Linked DNA regions of Mus musculus: region 1 is linked to region 2. Evidence: chromatin contacts called from public promoter capture Hi-C data. All regions are on one chromosome and are shown on one strand. The core of a region is the stretch at or near the end of the contact, and the rest is flanking DNA. Distances in the headings are between cores, read along the strand shown. Region 1 has its middle 46 kb from the start of Gm4601. Region 2 holds the start of Tmem178 (transmembrane protein 178).

The links. Promoter capture Hi-C pulls out the DNA fragments that hold promoters and counts their contacts.
Region 1: a promoter capture Hi-C map of hippocampal neurons shows a contact between it and region 2, with 7 times the contacts expected there. The contact joins the enhancer-like site here to the promoter of Tmem178 in region 2. A contact is called at or near these places in 6 of 39 promoter capture datasets (the 3T3-L1 cell line, the C10 cell line, cranial neural crest and 3 more) and 3 of 115 datasets of contacts at active chromatin or transcription factors (embryonic forebrain, forebrain and stem cell-derived neural progenitor cells).

Annotation. Positions count from the first base shown.
Region 1 is chr17:83,000,505-83,005,545 of GRCm38.p6, reverse strand. No RefSeq gene overlaps it. Among named protein-coding and RNA genes, the nearest start is that of Gm4601, 46 kb to the right of the region's middle. Within about 2 kb of position 1,320, at least 1 of the 459 cell types and tissues checked has an H3K27ac peak or open chromatin away from gene starts, as enhancers often do. A contact at or near this core is called in hippocampal neurons, where this site is marked.
Region 2 is chr17:80,943,251-80,947,917 of GRCm38.p6, reverse strand. Tmem178 (transmembrane protein 178) reads right to left here and starts at 3,286. Exons shown (of 4, transcript NM_026516.2): 1 at 2,830-3,286. The coding sequence starts at 3,229.

The sequences.
Region 1 (5,041 bases), core at 71-2,570, 2.1 Mb before region 2:
TTGTAGATGTATCAGTTGGGGCCGGAACATCACAGTCAGTTGTTCTGAATTTTGAGCAGTTGTGGCTTCCTGTAATGGTCTCTGTCTGCTGACAAGAGAAGCTTCTTTGGTGAGGAGTGAGAGGTGTACTTAGGTAACCTTCTGTGGTGGTTTGAATATGCTTGGCCCAGGGAGCAGCACTATTAGGAGGCGTGGCCTTGCTGGAGGAAGTGTGTCATGTTGGGATGGGCTTTAAGACCCTTACAGCTGCCTAGAGACAGTCTTCTCCTGTTAGCCTTCAGGTCAAGATGCAGCACTCTCAGCTTCCTCTGCACCATGCCTGCATGGATGCTGCCATGCTCATGCCTTGATGATAATGGACTGAACCTCTGAACCTGTAAGCCAGCCCCCAATTAAATGTTGCCCTTATAAGAGTTGCCTTGGTTGTGGTGTCTGTTCCCAGCAGTAAAACCCTAACTAAGACACCTTCATTCTCTTTATTTCTTATTTTATTTTGTGTGTGAGTGTTTTGTCTGCCTGTATATCTGTTCACCAAGTGTGTACCTGGTGACTGGAAATGTCAGAAGAGGGTCTTAGATCCCTTGGAACTGGAGTTGTAGATGATTGTGAACTACCATTGGGAAATGAACTCTTGGGGTCTTCTGGAGAGTAGTCAGTGTACCTAACCACTGGGCCATCTGTCTAGTTCCCCCTTTTCTTCATATTTTAAGGGAGATCTTTAGAAACCACATTTCTGTAAGCATTTTGGTAGGATAGGCAGGCTGTTGATAATTTCTCTTTATTTTCTTTCATCTGAGCATGTTTTGATTTTTCCTTCGTTTCTGAAGGACATTTTAAATGTTGCTCTGCATGGATAGTTCTTTTCTGTTAGCACAGGGAAAATGTAACTGTTTCCCCTGCTTCCTGGGATTTTTGGTAAGGAATCCTTTGTGGTCCTGATTATCTCTACCCTGTAGGGAAGGTGTCATCTGTCTCATACTGATTTCAAAATTCTCCCTTTGATTATAATTTTTTAGATGGTTGACTGAGCTCTGTTTTGCTGTGGATTTCTCTGGCTCTGTTCCTGTGGGAGGAAGTGGGGGTGGGCAGCCTCATTAGCATTAGCTGAGAGTGGAAATATATGATCTCTATTTGGCCTTGTGTGTGTGAATTGGGGATGGGTCAGAGGGTGTGTGTGTGTGTGTATGTGCATGTGCGTGTGTGATATTTGACCACAATAAAGTTAGCTACAATGCCTTTCGCTTGGTCCTTTGCATATAGGAAACAGGCTTTTTTTTTCTGTATGTGCTTTTATGTTGCTAGCTTGCTCAGCATCCAATCTGGCATGCAAGAGGTAAAAACAAGGCTCAGATAGCTCCATGCCTTTGAATCATTCTTTTATCCTCAGGGCATAAGCTGATACTTGTTTTCCTTCTTATGTTTAGAGTCTTAGAGTCTTGTTTCTAAATAAGATTCAGGGTTTCTACTTCTTAGGCAGGAGGAGGGCAGGCATATTCACTGCCTGTTCCAGGCATCCTCAGTGTGAGAAGAGGGTTTGCAGTGGCCAGAGCCTGTATCTCAGCTTTGTTGAGCAACACGTGTTGCTAATTACTTTTTTATGGGAATACAACCACCATGTATATAGAGGGAATAACTGTACTTTATCCTCTCTCTCTCTCTCTCTCTCCCCCCTCCCGCTCCCCCTCCCCCTCTTCCCCCCTGTCTTCCTCTCTCTCTCTCTCTCTCTCTCTCTCTCTCTCTCTCTCTCTCTCTCTCTCTCTCTCTCTCGCTCTCTCTCTCTCAGACAGTGGACCATGCCAGGAAATTTGGTAGGTTGAGCAGGTTCAGAGTCCCCTGCACCTAGACACACCTGAGATGGGAGGCAGCTCTGTTCCCTACCAGATTCCTGGCCTGGAACACGCGCCACATTTCCCACATAAGGAAACACGATGGTCCTGTAGCCCAAAACAGAGTTCTCCATGCTAATGAGGTATCTTGCGGCCCCGAGGGTTTAGACAATAAGCTTCCCTTCCTGGATATTCCTCTGTGCAAAAGGTATTTAATCTCTGGTCCATGATATGCATCCATTTTTCCATGATAAACAGTTTGGAACTAAAGACTCTCTCTTGAGAGAACTGCTGTGGGGAGCACGGAGAAGGCCTTGGCCTACAGAGCTGCAGCCTAACTTTCCCTCAGATGACAACCATCGCCAAGCTAAGGGCTTGTGCAGATGAGCTTAGTCAGAGCTCCCATTTTCCTGGTCCCAGTCTCGTTGTGGGGCCCTTGGACCTGGGGCACTTTGTTCCTGACTCCCCTGTGTGGTTTTCCGCCTTGACTGAGTACCTGAGAATCAGGGGACCCCAGATTCGGCCTACCACATCCTAGGATGTGTTTTCCCAACCCCTGAGTGGTGTCTCAGCTGAGCTTCCTTAAAAAGCTACGACGTCCTACAATGACGACCCATGCTGGATGACGCAGTCTGAGCGCTCCAAGTTCCACCTGCCCAAGAGGCATATCCCACGGACCCACGTGTGTGTGTGTGTGTGTGTGTGGTGTGTGCGCGAGTGTGCGTGTGCATGTGTGTGCCTGCACATGTGTGTGCCTTCGCATGTGTACATGTGTGTACAGAGATACACATGGAGGTCAGAAGTCGATGCTGAGTGTCTTTCTCTATCGTTCTCCACTTTGTTTTTTGAGATGAGTCTTTTGCTGAGGCTGGAGTTCACCCAATTGGCTAGGCTAGCTGGCCAGTGAGCCCCAGCGATCCCTAAGATTACAACTCCAAATCACCAGGCTTGGTTCTTACATAGGTGCTGGGGATCAACACAAGCGTTCTTCATGCTGGGCAGCAAGCACTGAGCCAACTGAGCCTTCTCAACGGCTTCAATCCTTTATTTTAGTCTCCACTTTACCAAAGTTGATCTCCATTTTAGAAAATGATATCACTAGTGCAGCCTGCACGTGGCAGCCAATGTCACTCCCCTGTGGCTCTCTGATTGGCGCCACAGTGGCATGCCTAGTCAGTCCACATGGAAGTGCACGTCTTTGGCTGCTTTGTCATGGTTTCAAATGCCTTCAAATTCTCACATATGAAATGAGTATTATTTATAGTTTCTCTGCATTTACTTGTTATATGTAGGGCTACATTGAAACTGTGAGACCACACCTTTATTTTGCATGGCTATCATTTCTCTGTAGAAAGGCAGGTGATTCAGTTGTCATAAGACACGAGTTTTGGAAGGAGGTTGTATCTCAGTACTATAATGAAGAATTTGACGTGATTGAATTATAAAGGAAGAAGTTTTTTTGGGGGTGGTGGTGGTGTCACTATTCTGAAGCTTTCAGTCCATGATCTCTGTTTTCTGTGGTCCTCTGATGAAGGCAGCTTTTTATAACAAGAACAATTGATGGAACTTGATGAGCCAGGAAATAAAGATAAAATAAATATAAATAAATAATAAAGAAAGAAAAAGAAGAGACCACAGTCCTCGCTGAGTGCATATCTGCAGTGACAAAAAGACCTCCCTCGGTAGGTACAAGTCTCAGAGGAACTACCATTTCCAGGCCTCCTTGGGAACCTTATCTTTAAGACATAGACCTTGGGGGACAATAATGTAACCAAGAGCTGGTAAAGATCACTGACATAACACAAGTAGTCAATGTGTTAAACGTACAGTGAGATTAAAATGTTAAACAAATACTATTAACTCGATTAGCAAAAATTATGAGATATTAAACATTAAAAAATATGCAACTCTGCAGACAAGCCACTAGGTGGCTCCAAACTCCTTTTTACTGTGAGAGAAACAGGCACTAACAGAAGATGTTAGCTGGCTTTACCCTCTTTAAAGAAAGATGAGCAGGGAGGACACTGTGCAGAGGACTATCATACCTGCCAAAGGTCTCAGGCAACTCTGAGGGATGTAGTGTACATTTAAAAATTATTTATTTATTTATTTATTTATTTATTTATTTATTTATTTATTTATTATATGTGTGTACACTGTAGCTGTCTTTAGACACTCCAGAAGAGGACATCAGGTTTTTGTTACGGATGGTTGTGAGCCACCATGTGGTTGCTGGGATTTGAACTCAGGACCTTTGGAAGAGCAGTCGGTGCTCCTAACCACTGAGCCAACTCAGCAGCCCTGTAATGTACATTTTAAAGAATCATTTGTGTATCATAGCAATTTACATAATTTCCCTAGCTGCCATTACTTCATTGTGTGTGATGAAGGAGTTGCAAGGGTTAGATAGGACCACTCTGGAGCCTGCTCCCCATCACAGGGGACAACCACGATAACTTTCCCTCTCTACCTCATTTAAAAGGACTAGACACTGGTTATTTGGCTTCATTTTATTTTCTAAATTTGTGACAAAGAACAGGAAGGAAAGGGAACGCTCTCAGGGGGACTTTCTCCAGGAGGGTGGCCATATTAGGTAAGAGTGAAACTGAATTACAGAAAGATCCAGAAAAGACACCATGGTCATTTTTTTTTTCTTTAGCAATATCACTTTTTCTGTATATTTTACCTATAGACTCCCTTAAACCATGGGGAGCCATGGCCACTTTCTTGTTTCAGGACTTCCTCCTCTGAAACAGAATACTTCACATCAGCCTACTTAATTTTCTTGCTGGCGATTTCTCTCTTCTCTATATAGACACCAAAACTATCTTTCTAAAATGCAGGCATGATCACATCACCATTCTTAAAAGCAAAGGGCAACTCTTCACACTAGTCAGGAGTTCAGTGCTGTGACAGAATAGTAAAAATTTAAAGAGGGATATATTTCAGCTCAGAGACTCATTAGTTTCGCATCATGGTCCCTTGGTTCCATTGCTTCTGTCTGCGCCTCTCTCTCTCTCTCTCTCTCTCTCTCTCTCTCTCTCTCTCTCTCTCTCTCTCTCTCTCTCTCTGCACATGCGCGCTGTAGCGAAGTGGCTCATCTGGTGGACAGGAGGCAGGGTGGGGCAGGGATAAGAACACACCTCCAAGTTCTGTATCCTCCAGGCAGGTCCTGTAAGCGCTAAAGTTAACCAGTAAGCCCCACTTGCCCAAGG
Region 2 (4,667 bases), core at 2,037-4,536:
GCCCTAACGCTTAGGTGGAAAAACATTTCCTGTGCTGCTCTCTCTGCAGCCTTTATCCACATCCCACCTTTGTCCTCTGTGTCCACAGATTGAAAAGCTCGGCTTATTTTTGGCTCAAAAGTTCACTAAACATGAAAAAGAAAAAGTTCACTAAACCTACCACAAAGTTTATATAACCCACATTCTGACCCCTGTCTAATCTCCCATCTGAGTCAACTTGTCAATAATTAAAATTTCTAAGGGATTATAAGACTCAAAAGGTAATTCAGAGAGGAAAGTAGAAAGTAGACCTTGAGCCTCCAGTTAAACAGATGTTTGAGGTGCACATGATGACAGTTTCTAGTGTTTTATGCTAGGACATTCAGACCAGAGCTATTTGGTGTCAGGTGCCAAAACAACGCTAACCATGTTTCCTAATATAGATGCACGAAGTCACCTGCTGGAGACAGGTAGATATGTACGGTTTGGCTTTTCCATATTATTCACAGAATCAGAATTTTAATGAAATTTCCATGTCCATGCATTTCCCAGAGGTGAAACAGACCCAAAGAGTTACTCGTCCAGCCTAACGTGGGTCAGTAGCAAACTGCTGTTGTTAGTACCAGAGGCGCTTCTCATCTTCTCCCCAACAACCAACAACAAATCAGAATCCCGGAATGACAGGCGTCATCCTTTGGTCTAAGCTCCTCATTTTCTAACAGTATCAGCTCACTAGCTTCCCAGGAAGCTAAAATCATGTTGTTGTTCTTAAAACAACGATACATCTCAGATCTAGCAAGTTCCCCAAAGAATAGTCAACCCTCACAGACAAGAGACAACAAAACCAAGTAAGTATGAACGATTGTAGCCACCCCTACCTTCTGTCAGGCCAGAAACCCCCAGTGTTCTCCACAAAGGATGAGCTAGCAACTATCAATAGTATATATGTGAGGTAATTTTTTTTTCATCTAAAAGATGTATTCATGACCAGAACAATGTAATTCATCTAAATAGCATATGAGTTCTGTATTGGGTGGCCATCTGTCAGAAACTGTAGCAGGGTTAGAACAGTGGATTGAAAGGTTGGATTCATTGACCTCTGATAACATTCTTCATCTCCTACGATCATTTGATTCTGGACACCTCAGCTAGCCAGCACATTTCCATAAGTATCCTGGAGTATCCCTGTGGGAGTTCTCCTGCTGTGGGCTTAGACTCTGCTCTACTGTTTCAGACACTACACTCTATCCAAATTGCATGCAGTGAAATACTCTAAGCACAGGGGAATGTGTGTGTGTGTGTGTGTGTGTGTGTGTGTGTGTGTGTGTGTGTGTGAAAAATGCAATTCTGCTATTTCCAAAGACAGACTACACTGCTTACTTTCAAAATTGTCCTGCCTAAATGAGCATTCCATAACTGAGCCTCCACAGTCAGCTTTTACAGTTTGTTCCTGTATTACGCTACTATCAGGATTAATTATGCAGTGTCTTCATGAGGAGAAATCAGATTTGGATGCAAGTTGGAACAGAAAAGAAAAAGGTTTACTTCCCAAAGGAAGATTACTGTATCCGATTGCCCCACCCCACCCCACCCCCAAATTGCTGGAGTCCTTCCATATACAGACAGATTTGGATGGCAGTCCCCAGCTGGGCTAGCCATGGGAAGGAGGAAATTGACATGTTTGAGAAATGAAGACTATGCCAAAGAACAAGATGGGGAAGGCCAGTATTAACCCCCTCCTTTCTCGGTAGTTCCATGGCAGGCTGTAATTCAATTTACATCTGTTCACTTGCTTCTAAATATTTTCAAATGGACTGACCTCGTACTTCCTTTTGGGAACAGTGAGTCCAAGGAAAAGAAGTTTATTTATTTGTTTTTCTCTCAGGGGACAAAAAATTCTACTAAGGTTTGATCTTTAGAAGTTAAAGGAATCACCACAAGAGAGGATTACAAAGAAAATATTCAAACTACCTGATTCCATACATAAGATAGGTGTTGCATAGATTCCAGAAGAGCAAAATGATGCTGTACCAACGCAAAGCCCAATAACAAAACAATAAAGACAACCTACAAAGTGTCACAACCATAAGAGCGTGGCAGGTAGAATCTCTGAGCGCAAGTCTACTTTCAAGGACTTGGCCCTTGGCTCTCCTCAGCTGCTTCCTAGACCCTGAGGAGGGTGGTCATCTGGAAGGTTGAATAATGAGTAAAGCCGGTGTCTTAGATCCCTTTAGCTGCCTTTACTAGTGAATTAGGGAATACGAAGTCCAATTCAAACAGATCCTGAACTTGGAGTGTTTGGAGGACAGACCTTCGCTCCCCATTCCAGGCTGGAATGCCACCTCGATTTAATGGTATACCAGCGAGCTCAATCCATGAGAAAGCCCTCTTTCCTTGTTCTGAGGTTTACACCTTGTCTCTTCCAAAGGGCACGTCTCAAAGGAAAATGCAAGTTGAGGAAAGGAACCCAGTTGAGAAAGATCAGTCTTTGTGGCTGTCACCCTCCCTGGGAACACTGTCAAGAAAATCCATATCTACACCCCGAGTCAGCCAGGCACAGACAGAGAAGGACCAGAGGAGAGAGTCTTAGGGAAGATAAAGAGACAGTGTGAGGGGTAAAACGGAGTCCAGGAAAATGGTAAAAGAAGGGTAGGATGAAGGAGCAAGGAAAGGGAGAAAGAAGAGTAGCTGGGGAAGGAAAGCAGGGAAGCAATCTGGAAGGGTGAAAAATGCGCGGGGCAACGGAGCGCAGCGACTGGAGAGGCGACCGCGGGGACCCGCGCGCCCCTGGGATGCCCGGGCTGAGCTCCGCGCGCGGACGTAGAGACGCGGGGCGCGCCCGCCGCTCACCTTTCAGGATGAGGGTGTCGATGTCCCGGTCGATGCCCAGAAAGTAGCACTTCCTCCAGAGGCCCGAGTAGGTGGCGAACAGTGGCCGGCCACACTCAGCGTCCAACCCGCCAAGCCCCAGAAGCGAGCGCCAGGACTCAGGGTCTGAGCGCCCGGGGCCGCCGGGGAGCAGCCGGCGCCCCAGGGGAGGCGAGTCCCGCAGCGGCAGGTGCGACAGCGGCATCAGGCGGTTCTTCTGATCCGGGGGGTCGGCGCCCGCGCGGCTGCGCTCGCAGCTCTCCTTGTGGCGCCGGGGGTCGGTCTCGTACCAGTGGTCGGTGAAGATGGCCGTGACGAGCAGCCCCAGGGAGCAAAGGCTGAGGCCGAGGCTTAGCGCCGTGACGAGCGCCCGTGGCTCCATGGCTTCCCGGCCAGCAGCCGCCGCCGGTGGGCTCGCCGCCGCCGCCAGACACAATGCACTTGGCCTCGGCGCTCCGCCGAGCGCCCTCCCTCCCTGCCACCTGCCCCGCACTCTCCCTCCCACGGCCGCCCGCCCGCCTCTCTCCCCCGCGGGAGCCTCCTCCCGCCCGGCCCCGCGCCCTCCCGCGCTCTCACTTTCCCGCGGCCCTCCCCCTAAGCCGGCTCCCCGCACTCCACAACCCACCCACCCGCTACCCCGGCCGATCACGCCCCTCGTCCCTCTCCCTGCTTCCAGCTCCCGCGGTCAGCCCCCTCTCTCCAGCCCCCTCTCCCTGCCTTCACCTCTGCTCTCCATCCTCCCTTTGCTCTCTATCCTCCTTTCTCCTCTTAACCCCGTCCCTACTTTCCCTTTACTTTTCTTCAACTCTTCCAGACGCTCTTTCCCCACTCGGGAGGGCCTTTGTGTCCCTGGCTCCTTCTGCCTTTATATACCTGCCTTGGATTCCAACCCTCTCTGCACCTACCCCTGCACACACCACCTCCGATCCTCTGTCCCTCCCACGACCTTACAAGACATCCACCAACATCAGGCTGGATCTTTGTCTCTTGTCCAAGTTGATTTTGATCACTGTCTCTGTTTTGCTCCCAGGAGCAAATCCCATCCTTGAACGCGTGTGGTTTTGACTCTTTAGACTCTTGATCTAGAGCAGCCAGCCTCTTTTCTAGACTTCCGAAGGATCCAATCTCAGAGACCTTGGCAGCTAGCTCAATAGCCCTGCTTCCCTCTCTCGGGCTCCTGGCAGCCTGGAACCCTTCTCTCTGCTCCAGCCCTGCTTCTGCAAGAAGATGCCCAGTGTCCCTGGAGCCACAGAACCACAGTCAGAGATAATAGCCGCCCACTTCATTCCTGCCTGTTCTGAGATGGACTTCTTTTTCTTGGGCTATCTCTACGCCTGAGTGACTGACCGTCTCCTGGATCAATACGGCCTTGCAGTGGCACCTGCTCTGCCAAGTGATTATTGCCTTTGAATAAAGCAAGCCCACCAGTGATAAATCAAAGTAATGATTTTCTCCTGTACTAGTTTTTTTTTTTCCTGGTGGTCATCGAGGGTCAACAACAAACCAGTGCTCTACACCGGTCAACATCTGAGGCTTTCTGCTTTTCCAGGGCTTTTCTGGAGTCACAGATGTTCACTCTAAAAATGGCAGGCAGGATCTTTCTAAAAGAGGAATCCTTGGGACCAAAGTACAGAGTGAATGATGCGCATGTATATTCTGCATGGCAAGGTGCCATACCCTGGTCCCACCTACACCCTTGGGGCCATGTCAGAGGCAGAAAACCATGCTGTACCAGTCCAGGACGGCTATCCTTATGCTCTGACACTATGAAATATTAATGACTGAAGAGATTATGAGGCATTCATTAGATGCTAAATGTC